Regions from separate parts of the Gossypium hirsutum genome. Here region 2 is linked to region 1. Evidence: chromatin contacts called from public Hi-C data. All regions are on one chromosome and are shown on one strand. The core of a region is the stretch at or near the end of the contact, and the rest is flanking DNA. Distances in the headings are between cores, read along the strand shown. Region 1 holds the start of LOC107916525 (pentatricopeptide repeat-containing protein At4g04790, mitochondrial). Region 2 holds the start of LOC107917792 (polyubiquitin).

Region 1 (5,516 bases), core at 1,550-4,049:
AGACCATTTGGGGATTATATGTCTTCAGCGTATGCCAAAGTCTACGAATTGTCCGTGGGTTCCCCAAACCACAGACATTCTAATTTAAAATTTTCATTGCGATCGGTCGGCTTGCCTTTTGGCAGCCGCTGATGATAAAAGGGTATTGTCCAACAATCTCTTACTTCTTGCAGTTGCAATATTGCCTTCTTCTCTTATTGTTTGGTCTTCACTTTCCCCCTAGGCCTTTTTTTTCCTTCCTATCCAATTTGCGCCCTTTATTCCAAATCATGTTCTATTATAGAATGGGATTGTTTGGCCAATAAGTTTCCCTCCCATTGTGAAGAAGAGGGCCAATTACCTTCCAAATTAATCCCTAGAATAGGGTCGATGGATACTCCAATTTCTGACTTATTCCACATTCCCCATGGCCTATTTTCTGAATTGCATCCGGCTAAGAGGCTTTCGCCTGTGTCATCTTCTCCATCTTCATGTAACTAGATACTATTCATTGCTAAGGCTCTTTTGGATTGAGCTCGCAAAGACAAGTCCCTGCCCATTACTGCCACTTCCACCCCTAACGCCATTTTTGCCTCACAAAAGGAATCACTGTGACCCACTCGGCCATAATAGAAACAGAAAAGAGTCATCCTCTCATATTTGAATCTAACATATGAACAATTCCCTAAGAAACAAACCTGCTTTTTCCTTTTTAATGTGTGACGGACATCCCATTGAACTCGAATTCTCATAAAATTCCTCTTACCTTTCCCTAGATCTGAGTTATCATACTCCATAAATTTTCCCAAAAAATACCCTAATTGCCTTGCCAAATTCTCATAAAAAAACCCCATTGGAATAGTATGGATCTGTACCCAAAACGGTGAAAAGATTAAAGGGATTTTCAATGGGTCTTCCCCCCACTGTAGTGGATGTAGAATCAATAAGTGATTATTAAAGGTCCATGGGGAACCCTTCAAAACTCTGTCCATATCCATAGCATGAAAAAATTGAAACAGAAAACGTTTTTCCTTTAGATCTTGGATCTGAACGCCTCTAACTGGGTGCCATAAATTTGCCATGGTGCTTTTCATTGCTGGGAAGTAAATAATGCTGGCTGTTAAAAAAATCCCACCAGTCGAAAAGTTCTTTCTTCCTTTTCTAAATTCGACTTAACTTGTGCTTGTAAAACTGCTTCTTCTTCTTCTTCAACCGTTAATTCAGCAAATTCTTTTTCCATGATTGCAGGCTTGAGATTCAACCACTATATGCATGTTGTCCTGATGGATGAGAGTAGATTCTAATAGACGGCTGCCGCCAAGATTGACTTTAAATAGAAGAACCCAAAAAACTTAAGAGCATGCTAGAGAGGTAGGCAAATTGCGTGCTAGGGTAGCAGACTACTAAATTTAATCTTTTATAGCCATTTTAATTTTTTATTTAATGTAAAATTTTCAATAAAAAGGTGTTTGAATAAGATAAATAGATAGTCAGTCACTTATTAGTTAATGTAGAAAATATTAAGTCAATTTTATTTTATTAAAAAATTGAAATAAATTATGTTTTTTAAAATATTCAAATTATCATATTTATCATTCATCCAAAACTATCCAAAATAATATAAAATATTATATTAATAAGATTAAAAATTTAAAAATTTAAAAATTAATATTTACTTTTATCAAACAACATAATTATATTCTGTAGTTATATTTATTAATTTATCAAACAATTTTCTAATATAAATTGAACACTTATAAAATTTAGTAGTAAAAATTCAATAAATAATTTTTCAACACTTAAAATTTTAGTTTATCAAACACAACCTAAATTAATTTAGTTAACAGGCTTAATTTTATTTTTGGACAATTTAATCAAAACCTAATTAATTAAAATTAAATCAAATCGTCTGTATGTGGATCATCTTTTAATAAAATCCCTTTTAATTAAAAGAAAAACAAGCTCTTACTTGGAGCCCAAAGTCGTGCAGAAAAGCTAGGTTTTTTCCCTAAGCTATATATTAAAAGATCATACATAACAAGGGGATTGTTGATTTTTCTTGCCCAAAACTGGGACTCATTTCTTCTTCTAATATTAAGTTGAAGCATATTGCATACTAGAATCGACCAAAGTTGGATTGGTAATTTACGACAATTTTCGGTTAGGGTATTATTCGCCATAGCTAAATACAGGGTTTGTTGTTTTTAGGTTCTTTATTTTCATTACGGATCCACAATGCTTATTATTTATAGGTTCTTTATTCTCGCTTCGAATCTATTAACAAAGATGATTGCACTGGATAGACCTTGAAGCCTTTTGAAAGCTCTAGCTCTCATTTGTATGGCCTGCATTAGAGGCAAAACATTTGGATTGTGGGTTATTTTGGTAGAATTGACCCGATTAAATTAATCTTTTTATTATTAAATAGATTAAAATAGCCTTCGTATTATTAAAAACAATCAAATAATTTTAAATAGGAATAGAGTTAACATTTACTATTTAAAAAATTATTTATTGTTTAACATAGTTAATATTTTAAAAATTTTTATGCTTTTATAAATAAAATCTTTTATTTAAAATTGAGAAGTAATTGAAAAAAAATAATTTTCCAAATATTTTTATACAACAAATATTAACTTTGTTATAATTTAGACTTATTAGATTATTTTTAATAGTATAAAGATTAAATTGATCTATTTTATAATAAAGGTACTAATTTGATCTCCTCCTTATAATGCAACACCTCCTAAGTAATTTAATCCTATCTCTTGACATATTACATATATTCTAATTCTATTTATATACTTATTATAACTCAAATTTTAAGATGCTCCCAAAAGCCCAAACCCTTTCACCTTCAGCCTTCAGCCTCCAGCCTTCAGCCTTCATGTGAGCTCCAAAACCTCTGTATCAAATGACCGCTTCTAAAGCCAAAACCCTTAGCTCCTTATTTAAAACCGCCGTTAAAAAGGCCACTAAAGAGTCCTCCTCTTTACCCTCCGGTGACAAACCCCTAAAACAGTTCGTCTTGTCGCTTGACACCTCATCAGCCGTATCCTCATCCCCATCCACATCATCCGGTTCATTCAGAATACGTTCACTTCAACCTACCAAGAATCCCGCCAATGATGGTAGCCTTCAGAGCTGGTTGCTACAACCTGCTTCAACTTCTGGTTTGTTTTTTAATGTTTAACGTTTTCTTTTTCCTTTGGTTTTCTGGACTCTGGGTTTTGTTTTTTGTATTGTTTTAGTTCCTGGTACTGAAGAATTTAATGAAAATTTTCGTCTTTAAGTGAAAATCGTAGTTTTTTTTATTGGATTCCGGTATTTAAGAATTCGTTGAACTCTGTTGTTTTAATTGAAATATATATTTCTGGTTTTGTTCTGTGTCGGTTTAGTTGTGGTCTGGCGGAGAATTGAGTGAAATGTGTCATTTTTAAGTGTAAAATCTGAAGTCTTGATTTTACCGTGGTTAATGCAGAGAATTCAATCGGGGGGTTCACAGATGAGCTACATTCTATATTATGTAGTAAGTATTCATTAGTCATAGATTCATAGCATGCCAGTTATGTTCCTTCAGCTTATTTTGAGAAACATAAGGATAAAAAAAGGTGAAATTTGAATGTGTTTTTATATTCCTGGTCTGATGTTACACATTTGGAAACTTATTTACTTGATTTAGTCTTGAGAAAAGTTATTTACTTAATAAGAGATTGTACTTGCAAATGGATAGCAATCAAGAAGAATGTTTTTCTCTATGTGAATGCAATATGCATATACATACATGTATTCATATATGCATGTATGCATAAATAACTTGCACGGATTTTGAGTAAGTTGCTATTATCATTTAATTTAAAATTGCACTTGCATGTAGATAATTGTTTCAAGTAGAATATGCTCTTTAATTAGCAAGTACATGGTTAGGAACCTGAAGTTTTCAGTTATCTTTCTAAATAGCTAAATTTAAAAGTTTTTTTTTTCTTTCTATATTTTATTTTGGGAAAAGGAAAAGCAGTTTTAGTTCATTCATTGTGGATTAAATCATGTATTATATTCTGCGTGCAGCTGGTCCTGCAGAAAGTTCAAAGGATATCGAAAAAATGATGGATAATGGGAGTTCTTTAGGGAGAGTATTAAACATACCCTGGCTTTCAAATGCGTCTAACTATAACATATCCTTTAGGAGGAAAGAACTTTCACGTGAAAGGAAGCAGAAATGGGTGTTCAAGAAAACCCAGTCTGGTCGATTTAATCGGTTAATAAAGATGTGTGGAGATAAATTGGGCACAAAAGCTACTATAGAGTTTTTTGATAAAATGGGAAGAGATACTGGTTTGAAAGAGTACAATGCTCTAATAGCAGTTTGCCTGGAGAAGGCTAGGACCAGCAATGATGAAGATGATGCTTTAGAACATATGTCTGAGGCTTTTAAGACTTTTAAGAAAATGAGGGAACGGGGATTTCAGGTAGAGGAGGGCACATACGGTCCATTCCTTATGTATTTTATTGACATGGGTATGGTAGAAGAGTTCTTTTTTTTCTGTGGACCTATCAAAGAAGGGAATCCGAGTTCTGTTACTAGGTTAGGTTACTATGAGATGCTGTTGTGGATAGGAGTCAATAATGAAGAAAAGATCCAAGAACTTTGTAATTGTATTGTAGCTGCCGATGAGGAAGATGATTTTAAATTAAAAGGTATGGAGCTAGGTTCAGATGTCTGTATCATTTTTTTTAGTTATTATCTAATGATTTTAATTTGAATATATCCACTTTATTTGCCAATCAAGCTTTTTCTTTTCCTCCTTTTTTCTGGTACGTTTTTCATCTTATGCAATCAAGGGGGCCAAAATTTTACCATTACTGAGTTTGCAACATTTTTTCCCATCTTACAGAAAATTATTTGTTAGCACTTTGTGAAAGTGGAAGGAAGGACATCATGCAACTTTTAGAGGTTATTGATATAACAAGAATTTCATCTGTGAACGTAGCTGCAAATATATTTGAATCATTGGGGAGGCTATCATTTGATTCATTTGCTGAGAAATTCCTTTGGACGTTAAAAAACAATGGTATGTTAATTGTTCTACTTTTTTTTCATCTAATGGGTAGGCTTCTAACTCTTATCCTTTTAAGTAATTGGTGAAAACTTGTAACTGATCTAGTTTTCTTTGCAAAAACACCCTTTTGTTGGTTGGTATCTTTGAAACCATAAATTTCTAATGATTCACTTTCATAAATTTGATTTATTTTTTTAATAATTTAGCAGTTTCCTAGGGAATTAATTTCATGGTGAGAGCTTGATGCATGCATAAGTTCTGTTTCTACTATCATGTTTTAAGTACGTGGAATCCCTGCCTGTCTCTAAGATGGAGGGTTCTGATCCTGTAACTCCTGATATTTAGCTGTTTTAAAACACTCTAGGTTCTGATGGAAGATTAAAAATTTGGAAAAACTATGCATCTTCTCTTGTATGCATTTTTTAATATGGTAAATTTGGTAATGCAGATTACAAAATGGCTGATATCTCAAGGGTC
Region 2 (5,788 bases), core at 201-2,700, 200 kb before region 1:
TCCAATTGTTTTCCAGCAAAGATAAGCCTCTGTTGGTCAGGAGGGATACCTTCTTTGTCTTGGATCTTGGCCTTGACATTATCAATTGTGTCGGAGCTTTCCACTTCAAGGGTGATTGTCTTGCCAGTAAGAGTTTTGACAAATATTTGCATGCCACCCCTGAGACGAAGCACAAGGTGGAGGGTAGACTCTTTTTGAATGTTGTAGTCAGCAAGGGTGCGACCATCTTCCAGTTGCTTACCGGCAAAGATAAGCCTCTGTTGATCAGGAGGGATCCCTTCCTTATCCTGGATCTTAGCCTTGACATTATCAATTGTGTCGGAGCTTTCAACCTCAAGGGTGATTGTCTTGCCAGTGAGGGTTTTCACGAAGATCTGCATGCCACCCCTGAGACGAAGGACAAGATGGAGGGTGGACTCCTTTTGGATGTTGTAGTCAGCAAGGGTACGGCCATCCTCAAGCTGTTTCCCAGCGAAGATAAGCCTCTGTTGGTCAGGGGGGATCCCTTCCTTGTCTTGGATCTTGGCCTTGACATTATCAATTGTGTCGGAGCTTTCCACCTCGAGGGTGATGGTCTTACCAGTAAGAGTTTTCACAAAGATCTGCATCTGTTGTGTCGACAAGAAACACAGATTTACTTCGCATGAACGAAATTATAACATTTTTTGAAGAGCAAAAAACTAAAAGTAGAGTAGAAGCAACCAAGATCAAATTCTGGATAGATTATACCTACATATAAAGTTGAAATAACACCTTACACCACAAATTATGAATAATACATCAAGCAATTAAAAACCGAAATCAACAATATTTATTTCATACAATCTACCAATCGAATAACATGAACAATAACATCCAATTTGGGCCGACCACCCAACTTAGACTCACCAATAAATAGCACAAAATCAACGGATCGATAACATAAAAAAATTACAGTCATAAGAAAGAAATAAAATTCAATTATACTTAGATCCAGAAACTAGATCAGCAATAAACGATGAAACCCTAATATTAACAATCAATTATACAGCCAAAGCAACCGAGGATTTATGATCTTGAATTCGAAAAAATAAGAGATAATTATACAAACAGATGCTAATATTTATCTCAAAACCGATCGAATTGAAGAAATCAACAAGATCGAAATCCTTAATAAATCGAACAAAAATATACCCAAAAAAAGTTCAACGACAACAATTAAAAAGAAAATCAAGAATCGAGAGAAGGAAAAGAAGATGAAAACAAAAGAATACCTTTCGCGAGGGATTTGTAATCGAAAGCTTTGAACAAATATTAAAAGAAAAGACGATTGTGAACTTGATGCGAAATTAGGAGGAAAAACGTAGATTTATAAGAGGAGATTGCCGACTTAATGAGGAAAAGTACGGAAAAGAGGAAGCCACGTGTTATGTAGAATTTTGGATCACCTTGGATTACACGCTAAGATTGGTCTTTCCTTTGACCAAGAGATTTAAGAAAGGTAGATATTTGCCTTTAAGACGACGCTGCCGTTTATGGCTTTTCTTTGCTCCCAAAAAATACTAGAATCTTCTAGAATTATTTTCAAAATTAAAGTAGTTTTGTGGTTTTTTATGAATTATAGGAGAAGGATAAATTCTTAATAGTAAGATGAGCAGTACGACTCCAATCTTATTTACAACTATAAATATCTTATCATCAAATCAGTAAAAATTTTAATAATTTTTTTAAAATATATGCTTTTTAAGGTTACCTCACATTTAAAGAGATAAATAAGGAATAAAATCTCAACATAAAATATTTAAAAAATATATTAATAATGGGATCACTATTAATATAGTTTAAACTTAAATTTAGTATAGTTGAATTTTATATGTTTATAGCTCATCTTACACAAATTTCGACATGATTATATGTGTCATATTTTATTTATTTATAACGATTTTTAACATATTTTAATTTATTTCATAATTTGAACAGTGAATCATAATTGTAGGACTCAAATTTTGCCCCAATCCAACAAACAGAGTCCAAAATATTAAATAAGTTAATAGTCTAATTAGCACCCTACCAAACCAACCACTAACTCCATCACCCCACTTACTACTAACTCCATCACTCTACTTGTCTGCAAAAAGAAAGAGGCAATCGGTTAGCAAACAAGTTGTAAAATTTAGCTATAAAAGCCATTCAAAACCTTTGTAATAGGGGGTTCTGTTTTTTGGAGAAAAAAGGAGAGAGATTCAAATACAAGAAAAAAAGAGACTTTCAATACAAGGAATACACGAGATTAGTCAAAAATCAAAGCAAAAGATGTGTTTTTTTCGTTTATTCTCATTTTAAGTTCTTTGTTTATTTTATTTTATCTTTCAATTTTATTTTGTTTTTTTACATACGAAAGTAAAAATAAAAGGGAGGAAGCTTATCCATTTTGAAATTGCCGAAAAAAGATTTTTTTTAGGTCCGGCCGCCATGTACGGTGGTGCTGAGGACGGTGCGTGGAGGTCCGGTGACCGGAACAAGGCCGGACCGATAATTTAGAAGGGAGGTGGAGAGTATTATTTTTAATATTATTTTTATTTTTATTCTTATTACTTTTACTATTATTCTATATACTATTATTGTGTTCTTTTATTATTATTAGTAGTAGTAGTAAGTAATAGTGTTTTTATTATTTCATTATTATTTTTTACCTTATTATTATTATTATTATTATTAACCTACTATTATTATTTTTATTAATATAGTATTATTTTTTATATTGTTATTATTATTAATGTATCATTATTATTTTCTATTTTATTATTATTTTTATTTTTATTGTTTCTATTATTATTATTTTCATTACTTCTATTATTATTATCGTTATTTTCTATTATTATTAATATGTCGTTTGTTTATTATTATTATTATTTTTAACACTATTATCATCATTATATTAATTTTTTTAATATTATTACCATTATATTTATTATTATCATTACTATTATTTTTATTATTTGTCCTATTTTTAAACTATTTCATTCAATATTTTGTTGTACATGTGTTTATTTACCCACTCCCGATTTAAATTAAATTTTCATTCGAATTTTCTTTGTTATTCTATTTTTTATCTTTATATTATTTTATTTATTATTATTTTTGTCTGAATTTTTCAAGTAAAGACAATATTCGATACTTGAAAATTCGAGAGATCGTGTCCAAATGTACTGGGTTTCAGTTTTTCATTTGATCTAAGTAATCAATTATCCTTTTAAATTAAAATACATGAGTTTTAAATAAAATAAAGGCAATATTTTGTATTTAGAAATTTGAGTAGTCGTGCCCTAACATACTGGGTTTCGATTTTCCGTTTGATTTAAATATCCGAATATCCTTTTTAAAATTTAAATACATGAGTTTTAAATGAAATAGAAGACAAGCTCATACTCGAGGGTCGGGGTGTTGTGTCCTAACGTACTGGATATAACATTTTACCTTGAGATGAAACGGTCCTTGACATACGTTTTAAGTCATCCAAATACTTTAAAAAAGCATTAACATTAAAGGGGATCGTATTTAAACTCCTTTCAAATTTTCAATTTTCGACATTAAGACACTGAATAATCAATTAGGTACTAAATTTGGGCGTGACGAGGGTGATAACCCTTCCTCGCACGTAATAGACTCCCGAACCTGTTTTTCCAATTTTCGCAGACCAGAATAGTTGTTTTGATAAATCAATCTATTTATTGAAAAACGGCCATGTTTTGAGATGACCCGATCACACCTCATAAAAAAGGATCAATGGCGACTCTAAACTTTCGTTTTAAATAGTCGATTCTCATTTTTCAGAAAAATAGTTTCGACAGCTTGGCGACTCTACTGGGGACCAATAAAAGAGTCAAGCCGTAAAATTGATTATTTTCTGTCCTTTTGTCAAAAAATTGAAAATTTAGTTTTAAACATACGATCCTCTCATTGCATTTCATTGGTGTTATGGTTTTCATCATTTTATTCATGTTTTTTGTATTTCGAGCTTTTATACCCCCTCGCATTGCATTGCATGACCGTTGGTCACGCCCTTTTAAGTGGGAGTGAGAAACTACGCATTCGTGAGGTTTTCACCTCCGCATGGGATAGTGGACCGCTTTCGGGATACATCCGTACCTATGTCTTCGTGAGATTTTCATCTCCGCATGGCTATAGGAAAATGTATTCCCTTGAACTGAACTCGGTCCATATGAACCTATAATAGGGGAGGATCGAGGAATCTGCCGGTTCAGGTACTCTTCCCTTAGAGCTGAACTGCATATAGAGAGCCCTAATAGCCTACCCTAAGTAGAGCCACACCAAACCCTAGTGGTTACTCGGATAGGTGCTCTATTCTGGTTATTTATTTCTCTTATGCTAACATGTTTTCTTTTGTCTTGATTGCATTGCATTTTCATCATAGAAAAAATGTGTTGATTTACATTCAGTTGCTAAATAAAGAGCTTGTCATGGAAAATGAATTTCTTAATAAAGCGGAATACAATACAGCCGTCCGAATATAGTCCGAGTAAACACGACAAGAGAAGGATGAGAGTCCGCAGAGAAGTACACTACTTGGCTTCAAGATTCAAGCCAACAAAGATTATTCTAGAACCGTCAACATCTCGGCTTACTTAAAGAAGCTGACGAGCATCACGAGGATGAGTGAGCAAGGAGTCGCAGCCCAGATCAAGCAAAAAGGAGATAATTCACAAGATTTGATTTTAGCATCCAAATATGAAGAAAAAAATCGATGTCTTCGCCTAGTGTATACGGGCAAGGCCGTACATGTTTTCGCTTTATGTAAAGATATTTGTTATCTACAAAAGTTGTACTAACAGAATTGAACTAGAATCAACGTCTCTTTTTGCATTCATTTCATGCATTTGCATTGCATTTTATCATATGCATTGAGTGTCACAAAAGGGCCCTAATTAGTTAAAAAACTATTTCAGTTAATCTGGAAACCGATAAAAACCTACCAAGTGCGCATCTTTACTATACATGAAGAAAAACTAGAGCAATGGATGAAAAACTGGAAAGGTTGGAACCAATGCAAAAGGAAATGCAAGAACAACTAGCTAAGATCCAACTGGATTTGAGGGACCAAATATTAAAATCCCAAAATAACATGATGAACCAATTGACATAGTTGTTGACTTGGGGGCAAGAAAAAGGAAAAAGCCTTATGGTCAATACTGGGAATGATAATGAAGATCTTTATTACCCCCGGGTTTTACCTCGACAAATGTTTAGACACAACCTGAGGTGTATACACGAAGGCCATCTGTTACAATCAAGCCCCAACAATTTCAGGCTGGTGATTCGGCTCCTATGAATTACCAAGTCGGCTCAGGCTCTAATCCGGAGAATAACCTAATTAATCCCGTTGTCTTCGATCTCGATGAAGAAATAGAAAAGACAAGGGTGGAGCTCTCGAAACAATTGGAATACCGATACAAATGACTAGAGGAGAAATTCAAAGCGCTGGAAAGCGCTAATTATCATTGTGGAGTGGATGCTAATGAGTTAAGTTTGGTTCTAGATCTAGTGCTCCCTCCGAAATTCAAAATGCCGGAGTTTGAAAAATACAGCGGAACTAGCTGCCCTGAGGCTCACATCACGATGTTTTGTCAGAAGATGATTGGTCATGTCAATAATTATCAGTTGTTAATTCACTGTTTCCAAGACAGTTTGACTGGGGCTGCGGCCAAATGATACAATCAGCTGAATCGCACCCAAGTTAAATCATGGAAGGACTTAGCACAGGCCTTCATGAAGTAGCATGGTCATGTGA

What was found. A called contact is a pair of places that touch in the nucleus more often than the background predicts.
Region 2: a contact with region 1 is called in a Hi-C map of leaf, with 1.5 times the contacts expected there. The contact joins the promoter of LOC107917792 here to the promoter of LOC107916525 in region 1. A contact is called at or near these places in 2 of 34 Hi-C or Micro-C datasets (both in leaf).

Annotation. Positions count from the first base shown.
Region 1 is chrA01:10,746,414-10,751,929 of Gossypium_hirsutum_v2.1, reverse strand. LOC107916525 (pentatricopeptide repeat-containing protein At4g04790, mitochondrial) reads left to right here and starts at 2,799. Exons shown (of 15, transcript XM_041076062.1): 1 at 2,799-3,152; 2 at 3,461-3,508; 3 at 4,875-5,051; 4 at 5,488-5,516. The coding sequence starts at 2,894.
Region 2 is chrA01:10,945,369-10,951,156 of Gossypium_hirsutum_v2.1, reverse strand. It overlaps LOC107917792 (polyubiquitin), which reads right to left and starts at 1,450. Exons shown (of 2, transcript XM_016847108.2): 1 at 1,254-1,450; 2 at 1-608. The coding sequence starts at 608.